3 separate regions of the Gossypium hirsutum genome follow, and regions 1 and 2 are each linked to region 3. The links are chromatin contacts, called in public Hi-C maps. All regions are on one chromosome and are shown on one strand. Each heading gives the region's core, a stretch centred on a gene start, on an enhancer-like site or on the middle of the called end of the contact. The rest is flanking DNA. Distances are from core to core; before and after follow the strand shown.

Region 1 (3,170 bases), core at 381-2,880, 200 kb before region 3:
AAAAATTACAAGTATAATGATAAAATAACTTCACTAATGGTATAAAAATCCAACAAAAGGGACATCAACTCAAAAGTTGTATAGATTTGTCATTTCATGCCTTTTGGAACTCCATATGGTTAATTGATTTGAGACAACTCGTGACTTGAACGAATCCCTTGGATGGATTCCCCCAACTGAATCTTTCTTTAAGATAAAATTTGTTGTTGATTATCTATCAGAGGATGGTTCAAGTAGTGACGGTATTCTATGTAATGATCATCGTGGTTTTGTCATTGTTGTCTACATAATGCAAATCCAAAATATTGCAAGCGCTTTTTTTTTCTTTTGTAACGAAGGCATATGCGTTGATCTAAGCACTTCATTTTGCTTTAAAGTTAAGTTTTTATACTATCATTCTAGTGAGAGATTCTCTTAATGTTAATTATGAGATTGTAAAAGTGAGGTATGGATACATGAATGATCAAACCGTTGATCTTCAATGGGAAGAAACTAGTTGGGGGGCTTTTTCATTGTCACTTGAGGCATGTCATTCAAGAAACAAAATTGGTGACACCGGGGACAAAGCCAAAATAATTTTTGGAGGAGGCCGAAATTAAATTAAAATTTTTATGAGAGATAAAATGTAATTTTTTTTCATTGCAAGCTTATAAATTTATAATTTCTAGAAGAATTAAATCATCATTTTATCATTTTAAAGGGCTAAAATTCAATTTTAACATTTTATTGACTTGTAATTTTTCAGATCTTAAAGAGGTTAAAACATAATTTTTCCATTTGAGGGGGGTCAGAGCCCTTACTTGCCCCCTCTAATGCTGCCCCTATGCAACCCATAGGTTGTCAGAGAAGGACTTAGGCCTCGCTCGGGATTGCTTATGAGATCAAAAACTATTTTTTTAACCACATAAACACCGCCAAACACTTGACTTCTAAGATTAATAATGAGGTGGAAATATGTTTTTCAATCTAAATGCATAAAATTGGAATTTAGGTTTTTTAGTTTTTGCCAATTGCATTTTCAAACTCAATTTATTAAAATACCTTTGTTTATATTAACTAGTTAAAATATATTTAAAAATATAGATTAATTTAAATTTTATTTATCACTAAATAACATTTATTATTGTATTTTAATTTTTAAAATATTTTTTGTAGCTTTAAATTTACAAACAATTTATTAATTATTAAATTTTTTTATGTATATTTCATATATAATTATATTAAATTATTTAAATATATTTATTTTTTAATTTTTAATATCATATCTTAAATAGACATTTTAACTTTAATTATAACTTTTTAAAGTAATATCAAATAGTAATTTAAATCACATTTCTTATTGCATTTTGCTACAACACTTTTAAATATATATTTTTTTCAAACCAAATTTTTTAAAACGACTTTTTAACCAATGATAATGCCAAAGTAGCCCTTAGAATACCAGACCAAAGGAGCTCCAGATTTTTTTCAGTGCAAAATAATAACCAGAGGAAAAAAAAAAGCTCTTGAAAAGTGTTTTGTGAATATATCTGAAGTATTATAATTTTGTATTAATATTTCGCGTAAATATAAAAAATAAATCATTTAAAAAACAAAAATCCAAATAAAATAATGTAGGATTGGAAGGGAGGGAGGCAGGCAGGCAAGAATTATACACAGGCCGACACGTGCTAAACTTACTCTCCAGTCTCTAGATTCAACTTCGGTCCCTCTAAATTCATGGAAACCAAATGGCTCTCCTTTTGCCATCTCAGCATTTCACCATTCCACGCCTGAATTTCCTCCTCTAAATTTTCTACTATATTAAGTAACGACATGCCTTTCCCTTCCCCTCTGCTACTCTGCCTCTGTCTCAAAGCTAACTAAACAAACAAACAACTAAAACACTAAATTTGCATGCACCAATGGCTCAGCTACTCTCTCCTGTATATACAGATACTCTTAAAATCCATAACCCATCTTTAAATATGAGCAGAAGAAGCTCATGGAAGGCCTATGCTAAGACTGGAGCTTCTTGGAGCTTGATGGGTCATGGTGGTCAAAGGAGAGGTTGTGGCAGAGTCAAGGTTGCTTCTGGAAATTCTGCATCTACTGATTCTCTTGCCGATGATTATTATGCTGTTCTTGGTCTGGTAATTCTTTTCACATTTCTTCTCACTTGTACTTTTCTATTTTATGATTATTATGTAGTTAGAAGTTAAAAACAGAAAATTGAAGTGTGCAACTATTTGGGTTCTTAATGATGAACTATGGGGCAGAACATTTCTTTAGTCGTGTTTTCTTTTGGTTTTATTTTGAGATTAGTAATTCTTGCTTGTTTCTTTCAAATTTATCGATTTGTTAGGGAGTGAATCTGACTGTTAAAGTGATTTTGTAGAATCATTGCATGGATAAGCAGTAATTGATATTTATAAAAACTTTATGTTTGCAAGTGATGTTGCTTAATGGATATTCATCATAGCCATAGCTACTTGGAATCTATATATTATCATGTCAAGGTAATTTTAATTTGACTTTTGTCGTGATTCAATCTCAGAAATCTAAATTTGTTTGCCATATTTACTTAGCTTCCGGACGCAACACCAGAGGAGATAAAAAAGGCTTATTATAATTGCATGAAGGCTTGTCATCCAGACCTAAGTGGCAATGATCCAGAGACTACAAATTTCTGCATGTTCATCAATGAGGTCTATGGGGTGTGTTCCCATTCAGAATGAACTTTATGTATTATGTAAATGTTTATTTGCCTACTGCTACAATGTAACTATTGCTTTGCAGGTTCTCAGTGACCCCGTACAGCGCACGGTTTATGATGAAATTCATGGCTATGCGTTGACTGCAATGAATCCTTTCATGGATGATTCCGCCCCAAGAGACCATGTATTTGTCGACGAGTTTAGTTGCATAGGTATGAGCTTTGCTTACATTTCTAGGTTTTTCTTTATGATTTAAAAACATATCAGATCAACCAGTTCAACTAGTGCAACCGGAAACTGGTAGATTAGACGGTTCAATCTTATATATTTAACCAGAATTATGACAAGCTAGAAAGAACCAAAAGGAATCAGAAAAATAAAAGTGCAAGAAATTATGTTCAAAGTATTTCAAATAAAATACAATTTATCTTTATCATTTGAACCATCCGGTTGAACTGTTTCAACCAGAAATTT
Region 2 (3,213 bases), core at 415-2,914, 220 kb after region 3:
TTTATTTGTTCATTTTAAATCATATAAACATATACATAATATTTTCGTTTCACACATTCACTTTCATATAACATACTTGACATATCACATGTATCACTTTCTATTATATTACTTATTCACTTTGAATTACATAACCATATGCATTATATCCTCACTTCATATACTAATTCACATGAATATTAACATATCACATATTTATAATACTTTAATATCTAACATAGGTTAGTTGAATTTTTATTAAAAAAAATATTTTTAACTTTTTAGAGTTAGGACTAAATTTATTAATTTTGTAAATATTGAGGGCCAAATTTATTGAATTTTTTAGAATTAGAACTAAAATGAAAAATTTTGTAAACTTTAAGAGCTAAATTTGTTGAACTTTTTATATTTAGGATCAAACTGATAGAGTGTGTAAACATTAGAGGCTAATTTTGTTACTAGACCAATAAAAAAGCCCACATCAGCTTAGAGGGGCTAAACTATTTAATTTCAAAATGTTTAATGTTTAAATTAAAAAAAATCAATAGTTGAATGACCAAAATAGAATGAAACGCATAGTTTACTTTTTTTGAGAAATTGTTAGATTTTTATTATTAAAAACAAAGCCCGGAGAGCCCAAAATACAAATTGGTCAAAATCAACATACCAACCCCAACCTAACAAAAGAAAAGAGATTGTTCTAGAAAAACAGAATGCATCAACAGTATTAAAGATTAGCATAACTCCCGAGGTAACAAAATATCTCCTAATTTTACACAGCTTTCACATCCTTCAACCCTTCCACTTTCCGAAACTTTTCCCTTCCCCAAGCTTCATCAAAACAGAAATTAAAACGATGCCCATTAGTAGTTTTACGCATTCCTTCTTTGACCTTTTTCCATTAACGAACTTACACATTTGAAAACCTTTGCTTGACCAAAGACAGACTTTAATGGTAGCACTAATCTCCGATTTATCCTCCTCCACCTTTTGTAACTTCTTTATTACTGATAAAGCATCACCCTCGACCCTTACTGCTATGGCTCCCAGATCCAACCCCATTTGGAGCCCTTGAGAACATACAGTGGCCTCAACCGCAAAAACCAAAGGAACCCACCCATTATGAACCACCCTCGATCCTAAAACCATCCCCTCCGAGTCCCTTACTACAATTCCAGAACAAGACTTGTGCTCATCTTTTCTAAACGTGACATCAAAGTTAATTTTCACAAAAGGGCTTTTTGGTGGTTTCCACAACTCCTCTACTTTCGGCTTGATAGGTAAAACCACTTTCAACCCATCCAATTCTCTCAAGTAACTCCTTACGAAACCTGTAGTTTCTAATGTTGTTACTTTTTTCCTTTCATGTATGCATCTGTTTCTTACTAACCAAATTGCCCACAATCCACAAACAAATAAGCAACATTGATTCAAGGAGTTATTCCCAAACAACTGATACGAGCCTAAATCTTGAGTAAAGAAAGGAAGGAAATCGGAGAAGAGAAGAGGAAGAATAGAGAGGATAAGAAAATACTGGACTGTTTTTTTCTCATTTGATAACTGCTTCTCAATGCAATACATGCAATTTAAAGAAAACTAACAAAGAAATGATGTGGAACTATTCTGTTATAACCAAAACGCCCCGTATTATTAGTTCCCAAAACTCCCCGTTTCAATTAAACTTCGCGAATTCCTTCAGCTAGCTTTTCAGCTCGTAACAATACTCCCTTCACAAATAACAGCCTTGTCCTCAAGGCTAAAAATGAGGAAATTTGGCTTGAATTGCAGTGAAGGATTCCCATGTCGTGTCTTAGGGTAAAGATTCAACCGTTTTCGGGTAACATGCACCCCTGAATGGCCCCCGATAGCACTAGTGTGGAAGTAGAGGAACAACTCCCGTCGCAATTGGGGAACCTTCCCCACCACTATCTTTTTTTTCTGAACAGAACCTGACCTTCCCACGCACACTTTTTGTCATGATTTGGAAGCTGCAGAATATTCTAAATTATCTTATGTAATTGATCATCCCGTGTATAAGATAGTTGCAAAGCATCCATTCCTTGTGATAAGGCCTCTTTAGCCTATTGAGACGACTGCTGCAGATTACATATGCCCATTAATTGTTGGTCTGTCAAAGGCTCTAGGTGGTTTCCAAGGATCTTCATAAGTTAAGATGAATGGAATCCTCCCAACCACATAAAGAACCTCTCTGAAGGTGTTTTCCACATACCAGATAGCATGTGAAATACATCTGCCTTCGCACCAGTGCTTTTTAGCCTGAAAACCTCATCATAATATGCCATGACACCCCCAACAAGAACGCACAATTCATTATCCCCCATATGAGAATTTACAGCTAATCTTATGTCATTTATCAGTTGTTGATGTTCATCAAGCCAGCGACCATATTCCATGTCAAATGCCAGAGCAGCATTTCCCGCAACTGTATGGCCATGGTCCCCAGAAAGTCCAGATGCGATAAAAATACCCTGCTGTCGTGCCCTTTGAAGCTCTTGCTCTAGTTCTGTAAGCCTGAGTCGACTATTCTCAAGCTGCTGAACATAGGCTTTTTTCCTCAATCTACTCTTCCTTGCAGCTTCTCGATTCTAAGCAAGCCTGCAAAGTGTCTTTTGATCACCACTTTTTGACTTGGGTTGATCCACCGTATTCACCATTACAGCTCCATGTTGAATACCATGAAGTTGTTTTTTATGGTCAGCGTCAACATCAGTAGAAGTGTCAGTCTGTTGGCTATTATAGGCAAGGCCAGAGTCAGCCGAGTTCTCAATTTGGCCATTTCCTAACGGGGCACCAAATGTTGCGCCCTTCTGGTACATGAACTGCCCTGTATCCAAACACCCCGTTCCACTTGAAACTATCGCTGTTGCACCAATGCTCATGTTCAATGTGCCATAGTGCAAGGTATTAGCAACAACACCAACATTGTTGAATTTTAAACTAAAAATGGAGCCTTGCTGTTTCAAGTTGACCAGCTCCCTAATTGGATCCCCGAACGGCCCACATCCAAAACGATCTTGGAGGCTCTTTATATACGCCGGCCAAGACGGCATTTGCAAGCCTCCATCCCTCTGAGAATAGAAATGATGCCATTCTAACGCTCTGCGTTCTAAGTTCAACATCACCATGCGGACCTTACTCACTTCAGGTATGCCTTCCACTTCAAAATATTGTTCCAATTTGGTCCACCATACCCAGAAATCATTTCCATCGAAC
Region 3 (3,311 bases), core at 347-2,846:
TGTTGCAAGGTACCATATGATGTAACTATTTAGTTGGCATATTTATAACAATATGGTATGTTTTGAGATGAACTATTTCAAATCTTAATATGTTATCCTAGCCAATGGTTGTGATGAAGAGTAAATCTACATTTGGTTGAATTGGGGTGTGAATGGTTATAGGCATGTAATTGTTGTGGCAATTGTAACACTCTAACCTGGACCAATAATGATATCTAATTAAACTATGTGACATGATCACATTTCACAAATGATCATGTCAATCTTATTTTTAATACTATTCATTTAATTCACTTATGATATATCGATAAGAATTTATTTTATCAACAATTTATTTCTTTATGATTATCTAAATAAACACTATTCACATATTGCTCATTTATACTCAAGCTCATTTATAGTTTTCAATGTAATCAAAATCTTAAGTAATTGAAAATAGCATTTCAAAAAAAATCAAATGGATAATGAGCATATGTGCTACAATGGTCTCAACATTTCAAGATTACTATCCAATGATCTTACCTTGTTGGATATACAATATCTTCATTACCACGGTGGTTCGCTCAATTCTATTTTAGAGAATATGATAGCCTTAAATGATAATGATACTTGAGATTTAGTAAATCTGATTACAAGAAAGAAAGCAATATCTTGTAAATAGGTGCTTATGGTTAAAGTAAATCCAAATGGATCAATAATTCATTTTAAAGACATCTTGTTTCTAAAGAGCATGATCAAACTTATGGTGCTTTTTACATAATGAACTTCAGGTGGAAGTTTATATAAAGTAACTACATGCATTTGTTGCTTAGGAAAAGTTTGTTGCCTAGGCAGATCGTATATGGTTAGAAACAATGTACTCACACTTGGTTAGGTAGGTTTAGTGAGACAAATCAAGAATGAGTCAAAGAATAGTAATTGCGATCATTTAGTGTTCTATAAATAGTTTGAGGTTGGTATAATATTGCTAGTTGTGTTATCATTAATTGGAAGTGATATTGCAAGCATTTGATCTTCAAAATATTTTCTTCACATCAATTTTAATCAGTCGGGGTTGCTAAAGTATTTGTTGGGTGTTGAAGTGACACAAACTAATAAAAGAATCTTTTTGTCTTAAAAAATATGTTCTTAATTTATTGACACAAAAGAAATTAGGAGCCACGCCATGTAGTGCACCAATACCAAGTGAAAAGTTGATGGTAAACCTTTTGAAGACCTGGAGTAGCTATAAAAAAAATAAGTGGAAAGTGAAATCATCTTACAAGAGCTCACTCATATATGCTCACCCTATTGATGTTTTAAGTTGGTCCATATTGTTTCCAACAATTAAATTATTAGGCAACTTTCGAATAAATTTGTGTTATTTAAAGAGAGATCTAAGACAGTCTATTCTATGGCAATCATGGCCACACCAATAATGTTTTTTCCGATGTTGATTATGCATTGTTCGAAATTGATAAACTAATAAGAATCATGGAATAGACAAAGTTGCTTGAGTTCAAATGGATAACTTTGGGCCAATAACTCGTACTATGGCTAAACAAATGCAATATGAAATTACATTATACTTGCAAAAATTTTTAGCCCAATTAGAGAAGCTTAAAGGAGATGAATCCAAGCCCACTGAAGTCAAGCCCAAGTTCATTTCATTTCTAGTTTGCAAGTGTATGGAAGTTTTCTAAGTGACCTTTGAATTTATTTAATAATGTGCTTTCATTAAATAAATTAGAATGCATGAATTAGGAAGTTAGTGCATGCACGAATGTACATTACTTGCAGATATTTAGTTAATTAGCTATCAATTCTCTAATTATGCATGTATGTAGGATTAAATAGATGTATTTGATCATTAATGTTTTCATAATAATGAAACATGATGTTGAATGTTCTAAATTTCAAATTTTAATTATTGCAATTCTTTCCACTCTTATCTCAGTAAGTTTCCTTGTTTAGTAGTGAGTAATCCTGATTCTTATTGCTATTTTTTTTTTAAATTCTCTTATCACTTTACCTTTTTTTTTTCTTTTTCTTTTCCTTTTTATTTTTATTTTTTGTTCTTTAAGAGTATGAAGAATCAACCTATTTGTTCTTGTTTGTGGCAAATTTTCTGTATCGACCAAGGCTACTAGGATTTCCTATTTGTTTCGAGATGCAGTTGTCTTGAAGCATTTTCTTCCGATGATTTATTAATCTGTGCAGATTGTGTTTTTGTTGGAGGGAACCTAATTTCATGGAGAAAAAAAACGTGTCTTGATCTAGTGTAAAATTAAATACAATGATATGACAATATCAATATGTGAGATAGTATGAATATACCAAGTACTGAGCCTTAACTTGGTTATGGGTGAAATTACAACTGTGATATCAGGCTCCCTTTCATATAGACTTCAATCTTATGTTTCATGAACAATATTACATATGTTCTTGTGTGTTATAAATTGGCAAAACTAGTTTTCATTTCATCTGAAAAAAATTCAATAAAAGTTTATGTCTACAAGATATGTCAAAATTGAAGATCAATTAGAGATATTTTCATAAAAACTCTAAACAAACTAATTATTACTGTAACAAGGTGAGCATGATTGACATCTGTACTCCCTGAGGACAAATATAATTTGACATATTTGTAGGATTAACTTTAGGGGTTTTTCTTTACTTTCTTTCCATTTCCTATCTTCTGCAACATGAATAAATACAATACAAGCAATTCTTCCTCACTTCTATGATTTACATTTACAAAACAAAACAAAATCCTCCTTTCGTCACTCTTGGCTTCCTAAATTTTAAGTATGTTTTCCCCTCTAAATCTTCATTCCCTTCAAACTTTAAGCCCCAGCTTATCATAAAACTACAGAACCCAACTCATGAATCTCCAGTAATTCACATTTTTGTTTACTGGACTTGGCATAATTTTTTATTCAGTTCCCTAATCTTTAATTTTATCAAATTAAATCATTGGAACTTTTATTATTAATAAATTAAACCATCTATGCTAATTTTACATCTCATCAAGTTAATAATTAAAAAAATAAACTAAGCATGCATACGAAGTTTAATTTTTTTCGACAGATTTTTTCTTTCTAGCATTGACCTTACAATGACAATATGAAAAAGAAGTACCTAGAATGCTAACTAGACGAACTATTGTTACGCGATTTGAACTTTAGTCTAGTAAATCATGCGGTCTTAGGTAATTTTTGACTTCGAATTCACAGAAGTCAACCTAACTCCCAAAAAGTGAAAATTCAAATAAAATTTCACTAAGGCACTGAAATAAAAACGAAAGTAACTCGAAAAGGCAAAATGACTTG

The links. Hi-C and Micro-C count contacts between places; a contact is called where the count stands out from the background.
Region 1: a contact with region 3 is called in a Hi-C map of leaf, with 4 times the contacts expected there. The contact joins the promoter of LOC107945477 here to the enhancer-like site in region 3. A contact is called at or near these places in 10 of 34 Hi-C or Micro-C datasets (callus, hypocotyl, leaf and 2 more).
Region 2: a contact with region 3 is called in a Hi-C map of leaf, with 1.8 times the contacts expected there. The contact joins two enhancer-like sites. A contact is called at or near these places in 3 of 34 Hi-C or Micro-C datasets (hypocotyl and leaf).

Annotation. Positions count from the first base shown.
Region 1 is chrD12:32,434,109-32,437,278 of Gossypium_hirsutum_v2.1, reverse strand. LOC107945477 (chaperone protein dnaJ C76, chloroplastic) reads left to right here and starts at 1,630. Exons shown (of 9, transcript XM_016879497.2): 1 at 1,630-2,132; 2 at 2,568-2,696; 3 at 2,779-2,908. The coding sequence starts at 1,905.
Region 2 is chrD12:32,008,147-32,011,359 of Gossypium_hirsutum_v2.1, reverse strand. LOC107945740 (transcription factor PERIANTHIA-like) reads right to left here. Exons shown (of 1, transcript XM_041107923.1): 1 at 592-3,213. The coding sequence starts at 3,125. The coding sequence ends at 2,586. Among protein-coding and RNA genes, the nearest start is that of LOC107945740, 4.4 kb to the right of the region's middle. Within about 2 kb of position 1,664, at least 3 of the 9 cell types and tissues checked have an H3K27ac peak or open chromatin away from gene starts, as enhancers often do. A contact at or near this core is called in leaf, where this site is marked.
Region 3 is chrD12:32,231,661-32,234,971 of Gossypium_hirsutum_v2.1, reverse strand. No RefSeq gene overlaps it. Among protein-coding and RNA genes, the nearest start is that of LOC107945744, 21 kb to the right of the region's middle. Within about 2 kb of position 1,596, at least 2 of the 9 cell types and tissues checked have an H3K27ac peak or open chromatin away from gene starts, as enhancers often do. A contact at or near this core is called in leaf, where this site is marked.